Linked DNA regions of Mus musculus: regions 1, 2 and 4 are each linked to region 3. The links are chromatin contacts, called in public HiChIP or PLAC-seq maps. All regions are on one chromosome and are shown on one strand. Each heading gives the region's core, a stretch centred on a gene start, on an enhancer-like site or on the middle of the called end of the contact. The rest is flanking DNA. Distances are from core to core; before and after follow the strand shown. Region 1 has its middle 13 kb from the start of Gm35933. Region 2 overlaps Rbfox2 (RNA binding protein, fox-1 homolog (C. elegans) 2). Region 3 overlaps Rbfox2 (RNA binding protein, fox-1 homolog (C. elegans) 2). Region 4 holds the start of Rbfox2 (RNA binding protein, fox-1 homolog (C. elegans) 2).

What was found. HiChIP or PLAC-seq counts read pairs in DNA pulled down with a chosen protein or histone mark.
Region 1: a contact with region 3 is called in an H3K27ac HiChIP or PLAC-seq map of embryonic stem cells, with 6 read pairs. The contact joins two enhancer-like sites. A contact is called at or near these places in 4 of 484 Hi-C or Micro-C datasets (the C2C12 cell line, cerebellar granule neurons, embryonic fibroblasts and 1 more), 2 of 115 datasets of contacts at active chromatin or transcription factors (both in embryonic stem cells) and 1 of 9 other capture datasets (adipose tissue).
Region 2: a contact with region 3 is called in an H3K27ac HiChIP or PLAC-seq map of embryonic stem cells, with 5 read pairs. The contact joins two enhancer-like sites. A contact is called at or near these places in 3 of 39 promoter capture datasets (cranial neural crest, frontonasal cranial neural crest and second pharyngeal arch cranial neural crest), 3 of 115 datasets of contacts at active chromatin or transcription factors (all in embryonic stem cells) and 3 of 9 other capture datasets (adipose tissue, liver and pancreatic islet).
Region 4: a contact with region 3 is called in an H3K4me3 HiChIP or PLAC-seq map of stem cell-derived neural progenitor cells, with 2.6 times the contacts expected there. The contact joins the promoter of Rbfox2 here to the enhancer-like site in region 3. A contact is called at or near these places in 6 of 39 promoter capture datasets (the HPC-7 cell line, cranial neural crest, hippocampal neurons and 2 more), 1 of 15 datasets of contacts at CTCF or cohesin (the NIH/3T3 cell line), 5 of 115 datasets of contacts at active chromatin or transcription factors (embryonic forebrain, embryonic stem cells, neural tube and 1 more) and 3 of 9 other capture datasets (adipose tissue, liver and pancreatic islet).

What each region holds. Positions count from the first base shown.
Region 1 is chr15:76,972,835-76,975,900 of GRCm38.p6, forward strand. No RefSeq gene overlaps it. Among named protein-coding and RNA genes, the nearest start is that of Gm35933, 13 kb to the right of the region's middle. Within about 2 kb of position 1,302, at least 164 of the 459 cell types and tissues checked have an H3K27ac peak or open chromatin away from gene starts, as enhancers often do. A contact at or near this core is called in embryonic stem cells, where this site is marked.
Region 2 is chr15:77,256,426-77,259,472 of GRCm38.p6, forward strand. The region is part of intron 1 of Rbfox2 (RNA binding protein, fox-1 homolog (C. elegans) 2); the gene reads right to left. Among named protein-coding and RNA genes, the nearest start is that of Rbfox2, 49 kb to the right of the region's middle. Within about 2 kb of position 1,621, at least 55 of the 459 cell types and tissues checked have an H3K27ac peak or open chromatin away from gene starts, as enhancers often do. A contact at or near this core is called in embryonic stem cells, where this site is marked.
Region 3 is chr15:77,103,193-77,106,365 of GRCm38.p6, forward strand. Rbfox2 (RNA binding protein, fox-1 homolog (C. elegans) 2) reads right to left here. Exons shown (of 14, transcript NM_053104.6): 6 at 2,385-2,477. Among named protein-coding and RNA genes, the nearest start is that of 1700109K24Rik, 20 kb to the left of the region's middle. Within about 2 kb of position 1,364, at least 22 of the 459 cell types and tissues checked have an H3K27ac peak or open chromatin away from gene starts, as enhancers often do. A contact at or near this core is called in embryonic stem cells, pancreatic islet and stem cell-derived neural progenitor cells, where this site is marked.
Region 4 is chr15:77,305,109-77,308,443 of GRCm38.p6, forward strand. Rbfox2 (RNA binding protein, fox-1 homolog (C. elegans) 2) reads right to left here and starts at 1,945. Exons shown (of 14, transcript NM_053104.6): 1 at 1,256-1,945. The coding sequence starts at 1,435.

The DNA.
Region 1 (3,066 bases), core at 52-2,551, 130 kb before region 3:
GCCCTTGGATGGTCCATAACATTGACCATGGTCTAAACACAATATGTGGTGTCTGGAAGATGTTGCTGCACCTTGCAAAGATGTTACTAGGCCACTCCAAATCCCTCACTAATGTAATAACTCCCTAAGCACTGATGTAATTGTGGTTGTCTTTAAAAATGCTGTACCCCTGAGCTTGGAGACCAAAAGTTCTCATATCAGAGGGGTGAGCCCACTCTTGGTCTGGCCATTAAAAAGGACTCAGAACTTTTTTTGTTTGTTTGTTTGTTTGTTTTCGAGACAGGGTTTCTCTGTGTAGCCCTGGCTGTCCTGGAACTCACTTTGTAGACCAGGCTGGCCTTGAACTCAGAAATCTGCCTGCCTCTGCCTCCCAAGTGCTGGGATTAAAGGCGTGCGCCACCACGCCCGGCTTGACTCAGAACTTTTATTGACTTAATCCGAATGACTGCCAGTAAGTCTCTAGCGTGGAAGTAACTATCATTTCATTTGGAGGCCCCTGTTGAGCTCCCCCATGCTCTGTGGGACTCAGCCTAGCTCACACCTTCCTGGCCATGGAGAGGCTACAGGGTGGGGGGTGCCCCCTGACAGACATTCCAAGGCTCCTCTTCTCTGGAGAGGTCTGGCTGGAGTGACTGCTGTGTGTCTAACACTCCTCAGAGGTGAGTCTGGTTCTGGCTTTTGGTTCTGGCTGAGGAGGATAAACCCCCTCAGGGAGCCTTCTGGATAAAAGGGATAGCCCCCGACGGGGAGTCTTCTGGATAAGGGGATAAGCCAAGAAAATCTGCTTTGGGAAGAAATTTTCTGATCAATTTCTTCCCAGTCCTTCCCACTGAGTTGGGACCCCAGTAGTGGAGACGTGCGTTATGATTCCGCCTCTCAGGAGAGATATGGTTTCGGTTCTGCTTGAATGGATGGATGGATGGCCAACTGTGTGAATGATTAAATGCCTGACAAGCAAGTTTAGCCTAGGGAGTTAGTTGTTGATTTGATTTCTTGATTCTGTTGCTTGTGGACATTGACTCTGACATTCTGCTAGTTTTTCAGGATTCTGCCAGTAGGTGTCGCCCTCTCTATGCTGTTACTAGTTCGTATCCAGTGTCCCACCCCCCATCCCCACCCCCACCCCCTTCCCGGGCTAGAAATGTCTTCTTTTTTCTCAAAGATTGGAAATTTCCAGGTCCTGGAGCCACAGCCCCTACCCCTCCCGCGGCGCCTCTCGGGCCCGGGGATCGACAATGGAGGGTGGTTCTGGAGCCGCGGTCGGGCCCGAGCCCGGACCTGTTTCACATGGCAAAGTCCCCGGGACTTGAAGAGGCTGTGCTCACTTGGGCCCCGGCCCAGTCCCATCCCGGATGCGGAACTCCTGGTCCTGCAGGGAGGACGGAAGATCTGCAGAAGGGCTTGGGGGGGGGGGGGGGCGGCTGGGGGAGGGAGAGGTGGTGTACACGCCCTGCTCTGGTTCTGGCGGGTAGGCTCCTTGTCGCCAGCCTCCGCCACCTGTCCTGCTGCCTTCAGAGGCCAAGGAACCTTCTACTGGTCTCCCTTCCCTTTGTCTACAACCTATCTACTCCACTTCTTGCAGATTCTTCCTTCTCCCGCTCAACCTCAGACTCCTCCATGAAGTCCCACCGCACCCTGCCCACCTCCGCACCCCACCCCTACTTCACTGGCTTCTCCTGGATCTAAACTCTTTGTTTCCTTAACACCACCCCCACCCTCGGCTCCGTGGCTATTACTGGTCACGTGGCGTATCTGGTTTCCCCAACTTCTTGCACTTCCTTCACCATCTTTAGTTTTCCTCTTGAGAGCCCTCCATGCCCTGGATTCAGGTTCCAGCCTCTGTTTTTTGTCACTGGAGGCACCGCCTCATCATGATTTAGAGGAAGGGCACCGCCTTTTCCTAGTCTGCTTCAGATCCCTATAACTAGAAGACTCAGATCCGAATACTCCATTTTAACTAAGTCCCAAGCCCTAACTGCCCTCCTGCAATCTGTCGTCCAGACCTGGCAACTCCTGTGTGTTGGGGATGTTTGGAGCAGAGACTTCTAAGCCTCAGTCACTGGTTTGAATGCTTTTAAAGTAGCTTTTCCATCCAAGCATCGTGACTCGGACCCCGTACAGCACGTACACAAGTTCCCAGGCCTTGGACACTTTTCACGGGTATCTAATGACTAGAATTCAGGTGCAGCTCAAAAAACTGCCTTAAGTCTTAACTGTTTAAGACTACCGAGGTTCTTTGGGGTCCAGAGGAGTCTTTTGGGGGCATTTCTCATGATTCAAAGAAACTTTCAGAATTTATACTCCCTTTTCCCCCCTAGGGAAAACCCTAGGCTGTTAAATTTGGCTTTTGTCCCTCGGTCAGCTTCGGATATCCGAAAAATCTCCAAAAGCGAAAGGGTTTTACAGGGCTGGATACCTGTCGGTTCATCAAGGTGGCCCCAAAGTCTGCAATAACTGAGCACGGAAAGGCAGAGGTGAAGCTGTCTTGGTGGCTGGTGAGCCACAAAAGAGACAGGCAAAGGTTATAGGTTATGCTGGCTGCTTTCCTGTCAACTCACTTTGTGTGTCTTACTGGTCAGACTGCTCATGGCCAATGGAGAAAGCCTCAAAAACAAACAAACAAACAAAAAACAAAAACAAAAACAAATGACTAGTTACCAATAAAAGATGCCAGTCTGGGGAGCCATGGACACCATTAAGGACAATCACCTCATGCCAGCGTGGACAGTCAGCCTGGGTCATAAGCAGGTCTTCTGTAGTGGCCCCAGACTGCCCTTCCACCAATCTTTGAAAACCAGGGACCACTGTAAGAAGGATCCAAATGGAAACCATTTTGAATACAACTTCCATTTTGAACAGAGATGAAATAAAATGTAAGTTCCTAAGACCTCCCTGGGTAACTTGCTTGGCTAAGAAAGACATGTGTGTGGGTAACTAACGTCCTGGTTGGCAAGGTAAGCCGTGAATGTTAAGCAAGTTACCCTAAACCAACCAGCGGCATGAGTCTGTTCTTCGGCCCCGATCAATCAGAGCCAGCCGGAGTACAATAGATTTTTGTAATCTGCT
Region 2 (3,047 bases), core at 371-2,870, 150 kb after region 3:
TAAATCTACATTCTGTTATGAGGGTTTAACAAACCTGAAATCTTTCACCATGAAATATGCAGGCTGGCACTATAAACTGTCTAACTGTCCCATGGAGCCAATGAATCCTAAACAGGTAGGTCTTTTTCCACATAGCAGGGCAGAGCTAAGTTAAGCCACATTAGGCAAGAGACTTAGTAGATCACTGAAACTGTGGCCCCAAGGACACCAGTTACATCTAAGCAACCAGGAGCCGGCTCCCAACCTCAGGCTAAGTGCTAGGGCTTCGGATAAGAGAGCAACTTAACTTTGGGGATTAAATTGCCATTTGCTGGCAGTCTTGCCTTCAGACACACTAAGATGGCAGAGATTGTCGCAGATCAAATGTAAATGTTTTGGCAAGAGGTCCATCTACACATACAGCACCTGCCCTCATCTCTAGTCAATGTGCAAGATGTTTTCCTCACAACAAAAACTGATCTAGCTCCTAGAGCGTCTAAAAGTAGAGAAAGCCAACCTGTACAGTCCCAGGGCACACTGCTTAGGCTCATGTCCTGAGTAACAGGTGGGATGAGTAATTCCTCCACAGCCGCTGCAGAGAGGTCTCTAAAACACCTCAGTAACTTACCATCTGTAGTGAGAATTATGGAATTTTAGTTTCTTTAAAAACACAGAAATATTGTAAGGATGTGTTTTCGTTCTAATCCCACGTGTGGGATATATGGGGCTGCTTTGGCCTCAAATATTTGCCTCAAATATTTCTGCAACTGTGTGATGTGTGGAAGTCTGGGAGCTTTTTGGGGGGTATATAAATGCTAGGGCCCCAAGAGGTAGGGCTGTTTGCAGTTTGCTGGTAGTTGTGTTCAAAGAAGAAACAAAAAGAAAGAACTTAGATTCAAGGATCTCTTTCTCTCCCAGCCCCCACCCCTGCATCCTTATTTCTCTCCTATCTAATGATTAGGGGGTAGTAGGGAGAGGGGGAGATAAAGGGTGAGGGAAAAAAAGAACCCACAAAGTAGCAAAGACTGGCTACAAACCTTCTTCATCCCAGAGCCGGCACAACTTGAGAAATTCAGAAAGAATCCATGAGGCACAGAGGAGGTGCAGGAAAGGGTGTTCCAAAAATAGCAGTCACACTCCCTGGTGCACAGTGGGAGGGTGAACAGTAGGGGGCGCGTCTGCTGGGTCCAACCCTCCCTGAAACATTCTATACTTCAAATTAAATCCAGAGACTTGGCTGCTGGGCTGTCTCCCAAACCACCTTTTTAAAAAAAAAAAAAAAAAAAAAAAAAAACTGGACTGGTTGGGATTCTTCTGGCAAACAGCAGGAGAAGGGGCCAATCAAAACTCTTGGCTCTGCCAAAGAGCTGCAGCTTTTTCCTTAAAGGGAAACACTTTTAGGGTGTGTGTGTGTGTGTGTGTGTGTGTGTGTGTGTGTGTTCATATGTGATCCTTCTGAACGTCATTTCTATGACTTTCTTCTCCTACATTTGGTCCCTTTTGCATCACTGCCAGGCAGAGTGTAATAAAAGACAAGGCTACAAAAAGACAGGAAGCCGGACATTACTGAGCACAGAAGGTGGGGCATCCCTCACCTTGCTGCCTTTGCTGAAGGCTATGCTGCACATTCTTCCCTCCTCCTCACATCTCCCCTACTGCCTCTCCTGTTCTCTGATCTCTCTTCCCAGCCACTCAGAGCTCCACCAATCAAGAGTCAGTGTAAGACTCCGCTGAAGCAGGTGTCTACAACTGGGTCACAGCAAGGCCAGCAGAGCTTCTCAGACCAACTGTAAAAAGCAACCTTTTCTTTTTAGGTTTCTAACCATCAGTGAAATAGCATTTTTGTTTGTTTTTTGCTTGCTTAAAATGCACTAAAATGTATTACTAGACGTGTGAAATTAAATTAAAAAAAAAATCCAAAGACGTACATCTCAGCCTTATTGGATGACACACTCAGGAAATTACAGTCAAACTGTCTTGAGTTTCTAAGTGCTTTCAATTTCTGCACCTATTGTATATGAACTGATAATAAACAGTGAGTGAAATAATACAAGCCTACAAACGACACCTTAATTAACACAGGCACAACAGAGAGAAGGCATGCTGGGATACCTCAGAATCCTCAAGGTGAACCTCAGCTCAGCCACTTCCTGGTCATATGAACTTGGCCACATCATCTAGTTTCTCTGAATCCCAGTGTTAGCATTTATAAATAGAAATGTAATGTCACAAAACACTCCCCATTGTTATGATGGATTAGGGAAATGCAGAAGCAAGGAGCCCAGCCCCTAGCCTGAATCAGGCTCCAGAGCATCCGCCACTGAAGGGTTTCCCAGGTCCTTCCTTAGTCCAGTGCTCTCAGTGATCCAAAGGCAAATCAGACTCCAACAAACCCTCACCTTGGGAGTCTGAGTTTTCACAGCTAATTATGACTAGCATAATCCAGACCTGCGATCTCTGCACCTTTCTCCTTTTGTTCTCAGGAAAAACAAATTTCCTTGCTTGCCAACATGGATTCTCATTTGCTCTCTTACAGCTTCTGTTATAACCAAGATATATCACAGTTTCATTTCTAGTCAAAAACTTCCCAGCTCAGTCACAAACTCCACCACTGTGCTTTATTATTATTGCTATTTACTAAAGAAACTAAGTCAACACAAGGATAGTTTTAAAACAACAGAACTGTGTATTTAACATTCTAGATTTTCTCTTACCCACCCTGCTTCACAGGATGAGGAGCGTCTTCATACTGCTGTCCAAACTTAGCCAGGTCATGACTCACCTGATCTCCAAAAAGCCCCATCCCCTCCAAAGGCCAAGTCTTGGCTACCAAATGAAGAGGTTGTTAAAATTCCCTACAGCTCGCCATAGGAGCTGGTCTAGGCTCAATGCTTTATCCAGCCCTGCTCTTCTGTTTTGAACAGTTTTAGAGCCCTTCCTCCCACCGCTGCATTTAGTATCCTAAGCATACCACCTAAGACTCTCTGGTCACCACTTCCCTTTCCTTTCCCTTCCTAGGCACTAAGGAGAAGCAGTTCTTCTGGATCCCCTAAGATCTCCACCTCTGC
Region 3 (3,173 bases), core at 114-2,613:
TTAAAGTTCTCTGGACAGCCTTAAGATTTCACTTTACTGAGGGCAATTTGGAAAAAAGGAAATCAGGAACAAATATGTCTACAAAAGAACTTTGAAGCTTGTTAATAAAACGGAGGCTTGCCACCTGAGCCATGATGCTGATGTCATATCCTGTCCTGATAGTTTACCCCCCCCCCCCTTTTTTTAAACTGTTTGGGATTAGTAAAAAAAATAAAAATAAAAATAAAAAAAATAGAGGAGTCCCCATGGTGGCAGACTGTAGGATCATTCTGAAAATCATTCTGATTTTCTAGATCACAGGGGACACTCACTTAAGATGAAGTTTCTGAGGGCCTTTGGCACAGGGGCTCAGCAGTGAAGAGTGACTGCTTAGTTCTCCTGCCCTGTGGTCCCCTAACCCATAATGAGGCATGTGTGTACGAGGCTTTCTCCATGCTAAGGTGAGGAGAAATTGAGGGGAGGGGACCAACTTCAGAGCCTCATCACAAACTCAACCACAGCTCACCGTAAGCTTGGAGCTTATGGAATATATAAATGCGGAAGCTCAGGCTGAGGCTGAGATTTGCTATGTAGCCAGGCTCGCCTCAAATCTGCAATCCTCCTGCCTCGGCCTCCTGAATGCTTAGATTACAGGCTTGTGCCACCAAGGTCAGCTTACTTCGCCTCTAGGGATATACACTGTACTAGATTTATGTTAAGAAGACCAATTTTGGGTAAAAGTAGAATTTAAAAACATCTGATGTTTTGTGACCCTCTCCCCCTTCCTGTGTGAAGACAGCTTGAAACTCCATTTACTCGAGTTTGACCACCAGATAATGTAAACATTTCACATTTACAAAGAAAGAATGGGAGACAACAACGATGAGATTGAGAGCATGCAGTTAACACACACAAAGAAAAGAAAGAAACAACTGGGAAAGAAGAGGGAAAGTGAGCAGCAAGGTTGGAATGGAGCAAGGGCTTGAACCAGCTGCTAGAGCAGAAAGCCACCAAGCAATTCAAAGGAAGACCAGCCAGAACCAAGCAGACACTACCAGTCAGCAAGAGACACCCACAGCTCCAGACAGCGAGGGACAGGGAGGAAGAAAGGAAGGGGCAGGAATGGGAAGTCAGGGAAACAACAGAGTGGTAGGGGAGAATAGGAGAGAACATGAGGAGGGTGTCAGCAGGAAGAGCTGCATGGGCGGGGGCGGGAGGAGCTGGGGAAGGGGGCAGAGTGCATTAATAAAACCAGCCAAACTGGAGTTCAGTAACTCTGAGTAAGATGCGCAAGGGGGAAAAAAATCACCATGAAGTCAGTAACCAAACAGCTCAGACTGCTACAAGACAGGATGTACATCCAAAGTCCAGGCGACACCACCCACAGCAGTGGAAATAAAAGGGGCGGGAAGGGAGAGAAGCAAGTCAAACCACATCTGGTAGTGTTAATGTGAGATGGCAGATGGACTTTTTCTCTCTTAATTGTTTTGTGATTACATTTTAAAAAGCTTCTTCTCTAGCACTTTCAATTCACTTACCGCCAACGGGCACCGCCAGCATTGTGTATAGTTACCATGGAAAGAGTGAGGCAAGTGAAGGGCCCTAAATGCTAAACCATCGGAAAGGGGAAAAAAAGCAAAATATGCAGACATCTTACTCAAATGGTGGCTTTTATATTTAATACTTTAAAAAACTGGGAAAGGGGAGAGGAGCCAGTTAACCTTCAATTTGTTAGTCACTCTACGCTGGTGAGCCCAGGGCTGACTTTGCAATCACAACATCTGTCCATCAGTGCCACCAGCTGCCCCTGAACCCTCTGTTGAGACTGTTATTTGTCACCTTTGGAGTCAAGCCTTGAAGTTCTTGGTATTAAGTAAAATTTAAAATGATCAGAGTTTTGGATTCTGACCCCCCAACCACTATAATCATCTATCCACACTTATCCAACACACTTGGAGGGGAACTGGCCTCCAAGACACAATGCTACAAGCTAGATGGTTTTTAGACATTTTTGAAATTAGTTTTGCTTAGGCCTCATTATAGGAACTCAGAGTCTTGCAAACTGAAGCAAAGGAAAAAAAATCGAGAGCAGAAGGATGAACATTTTGGAAGAGGGAAAAAAGTGAAAAACAGGTAAGCACACATCCCCGCCCTCCAAATTAACCCTCGAACAACCAAGAGCAGGGGAGAAGCTGACAGAATTGTTACTTTTACAGTGTAGTGCAAGAAGGTGAAGACAGACACAGACAGGAGTGCACACAGACAGGAGTGCACACACAGAGATAGGAATGCAAACATGAACAGGTGTGCACACATGGACAGGACAGGGTCCAAAGGTGAAGTGAGGCAGTACACAAAGAGAAAGAAAACCATAAACGAGAAATTGAATTATTGAAGACATGCACCTCGATTTTACGGCCCTCTACCACGGTGCCGTGCAATTTCTCCCTGGCCCTGTCTGCATCAGCACTATTCTCGAAAGTTACGAACCCGAATCCCTGCATGCAGCGGGAGAAGGGAAAACATGCACATCGTTATATTGAAATACTCATCTCTTGGTAAACAGAAAACATCACAGTATGAAGTGACGCCAGCACAACTAACACCAGCAATTTCTTCCAAAGGCACATTTTTGATCCATGCATATTTCATAAAGGGAAATTTAAACCCAATAAAAGGATAAAGCACTGTAATAATAACAGTAACTTAATTAACTGTAATAACAATAAAATAAAATATAATGTATGTGAGGCCAGACCAAGACTAAGGTAGGAAGTTACTCAGGTCAAACTATTCAACCAAAAATCTGAACATACAAAATCAAACCAAACCATAAAGCTATTATTATTATTATTATTATGTGCACATGTATGCACTGGTGCAGGTGGAGGGCAGGGCAGAGATAGTTGCAATGTCTTTACTGACTGCTCCAACAAGCCATCTCTCTCTAGATGTTGTCGCCGTTGTCATCGTCGTCGTCTTCTTCTTTTTAACTGAGCACTGAGGATCAAACCCAGGTCCTCATGCTTGCAAGAGAAGTACTTTATAAACTCAGCAATCTTTCTAGATCCTGTTTTCTCTCAACTGACTCTCTGACCCTGAAATCCATACTTCTCTGCTAACTGCTGTGTAAAAACTCACATTCAAGGTTACATAACGAGACGTAAGGGAGTTAGCTCAACCCTGTTTTACCT
Region 4 (3,335 bases), core at 695-3,194, 200 kb after region 3:
AAGGAGACAAGAGGCACACAGCATACATGCCAGCTCCTTCCCTGCCACAGGAAGTCAAGGCAGAGCACGGAAAGTCTCCTAGTACTGCAGAGATTTCCAAGAGTGGTGTAATGGAGAGAGCACAGAAATAGAAATCAGAACCAGCTAACTGGGTGGCTTTAGGCAAGTCACTAGTTTTCTCTGGACTTCTAACTCCCTATCAATAAAAATGAGGCAGTTAAAATACGCTGAAACTTGAACACACCCTCCCCCCCCCCAAAAAAAAAGATACAAAGTATTGACTCAATGCACATTAAGCCATTCTGCATAACTCTTCCGAGTACATTAGACTGAGAACTCCTGGTGGAAAAGATGATGGCGTTTCTGGTCCCTTCCATCTCTAACATTCTACGATTCTAAAAGAATTAGAAAGCATCCCGTTGCTGCTGTGAGCCTCTCCATTTCGTAGCCAATATTTTCTAAACAGAGAGCAAATCCTAAAGCCCTTAAGGATGCATTACCTTCTTCAAACTAAGTACTAACCGCCTGTATCAATATCTTTGTCATTTCCCACCCTCAACAATCAAGCTAACACTGGAGGCCACAACTCAGAAACCAGTCTCCTAACAGCCCTATAAATTTTCTTTTCTACCTCAGGATACTAAGGAGTTTACTCCGCATCCTACGAACGTAGGATGCAATGGGTAAAGCACAGGCGGGATCTGCCTGGTGTCTCTCTCCAGACTTAATAACATGCTGCACAAAACTGAGACAGAGCATCACACTACCAAACTCCGCGGACTTCTCAAGACTGCTCGAGTAACTGATTGAACCCACAAGCTAAGCCACATCCCCTTTCGGGCTCGCTCTCTCTCCAGGAGTTGGCTGGCTTTTCAGTCTGTTCTCCACATGCCGTTCCCCCTTTCCTCATCCCAGTGTAAACCAAAAGGCGCCCTTCTTCTCCGGAGCTTTCCCACCACCAGCTTCCCTCGCTCTCAGCTCGGCCCAACAGCTCTCCTCTGGACAAATCGACCCAAGAACCCTCAACTTCTCAACAAACTGAGCACAGGCTTAAGAAATGGACTGCATCCCGATCCTGTTCAATCCCAACTCCAAAAGGAAAAAAAAAAAAATCCCACTCCCTCGCGCTGCCTCCGGGGCCCCTCCAGCCCCTGCACCCGGCCCCAAGCCCACTCTCCAGCCAGGCCCACCCGGCGCCCGGAGGCCCGAGCCCGCCGCGGCCCTCCGTAACCGGGCGCCCGTCCCGCGCGGTCACCTGCATCCCGCCGTCGGCCGCCTCCTCTGTGCGTGGCCGCTTGCTCAGGCCGGGCTCGGGTCCGTCTGCCCCCGCTCCGGGCACCGGCAACTCCACCTCCGACTCCCGCTTCATGCCCCGGGCGGCAGCGCCGGGCCCGAGCTGAGGCGGCTGCTGCTGCGCCTGGCCGCCTTCCGCCATCCGCCCGCGCCCCCTTCGCCACCGGGAGCCGGGCGACCCGCGACAGGCCACCTCCCCCTGGGCCTCGGTGCCGACAGTCGCGACAGGCGGGCGCGCGCCGGCCCCGCCCCCCGCGTGCGTGTGTGCGTGCGCGTCGGTCCGGAGCCCGGCTTCGGCTTCGGCTTCACTACCGCTCCGACTCAGGTTATGGCTCCGGCTTCGGCTTCGGCCCCGGCTCCGGCTTCTGCTCCGGCTTCGCGCCGGCCGCTCGCTCGCTCTCTCACTCGCACGCGCGTGCGCCGATCCCTCGGTCCCTTGGTCCTTCAGTCCCGCGCTCCCTCACCACTCGCCAGCCGTGCGGGGAAGGGGACGGCCTGGGCTCCCAGCTTGGGGAGGGCTGTTTATTTGGGAGGAGGAGGAGCGCGAGGCCGCAGCGAGCTGACTGGTCGGGATCCTCCGTCCCGCCACTGTGGCAGCGCCGGGAAGGCGGGGAGAGAGAAAGGAGAGAAGGAGGGAGGAACCTGGATGTGTGGGACTCGGGCCGCCCGCGCGAGAGGAGGCTGTAGTGAGGGGGCGTGGCTACGCCCCTCGGCAATCTCCGTCGCCTCCGCGCGGGCCGCCCGCGGGAGGCCGGGAAGGACTCGGAAAAGCTCGGGAAGCTCGGGGATGCTCTGGGAAGCATGGAGAGAGAAGGGGCCGCCTCTTTTAAGGCGGTGGCCGGGGGGCGGAGCTTGAAGGGCAGGAGTTCGGGGGAGCAACTTGGACTAGTTGCACTAGTGAGAAGTGATGACCTGATCTCTCTCATCTGGCTTCCTGGGATTTAGGGAAGCAGAGGGGCGCTCTGCGAGAGGAAGGTCCCTTTGCCTCCTTCCTCTCCAGCCCAAGACCTGGGAAGTCCAGGAGTGATGGCTCCCATATAAACTTTTCTGAGAAATGGTGCTATGAAGCGAATAATTGCATCTCTAATGATGTCAATATTTCTGATGTTGCCAGGCATGGCGGTGGTGCACACCTTTAGTCCTAGGAAGTAGGAAGCAAAGACAGGAGTATCTCTGAGTTCGAAGCCAACCTGGTCTATCTGCATAGTGAGTTCCAGGATAGCCCTACACAGAAAAACTGTCTCTAATAATAGTAATAAATAACGCCTGGTGTTTTTTTAAGAGCTTTACGTTTACATAGGGCATTTACGGAACCATTTTGAGCCTGACAGTAGAAAACATGGTTTTAATCCAATGGATGGACCTGAATTTGTTCAAGTCCTGAAGCAGAAATATGTGGCCAGTCAAGATGGCAATCTCTTGGTTTTACTCCTTGCTGCCTGAATAGCCCTTCCTAGCTTATCAGCTTTGTGCAGTTAGGTCTGTCCGGTAGGTTTTCTCCACCTGATTGTAAATAGAAACTGCTTCTGCCTCTCAGGGTTCCATACTGTGACATGGAAAGGGATATTGTGCAATAACCTAGCTTCTAGCCTTACCCTTGCTTGCTACTTTAAACAAGTGAGTTTTTCTCTTTGGATCCCAACTGCAGTATCTGAAATAATCCTTTGGATCAGTGGTTCCCAGCCAAGAAAAAGTTTCAGACCCTTTCAGCATCTCCCACTTCCGTATTTGTCATATGGTAAATTTTGTTCTTCACAAATGGAGACTATACTGGCATTTACTGAATAGAAGCTTTGAATGTTATTCAGAACTCTACAGTGCAGAGAACAATCCCTGCAAGAGAGACTTGTCCAAACCAGAATGCCAATAGTTCAGAGATTGAGAAACCCCAGGTCAGGTGATGTCTAAGGTTACTTGCAACCAGTCTGTGACTTGACCTTTGAACTTGAGTTAAGCACCTAAAAATGGACAGAGGGATGAAGATCTCTGCTTCAGAGCCAGACGAGTCCCAGGGAGGCTTGACCACTCCTGCCCATGTAATG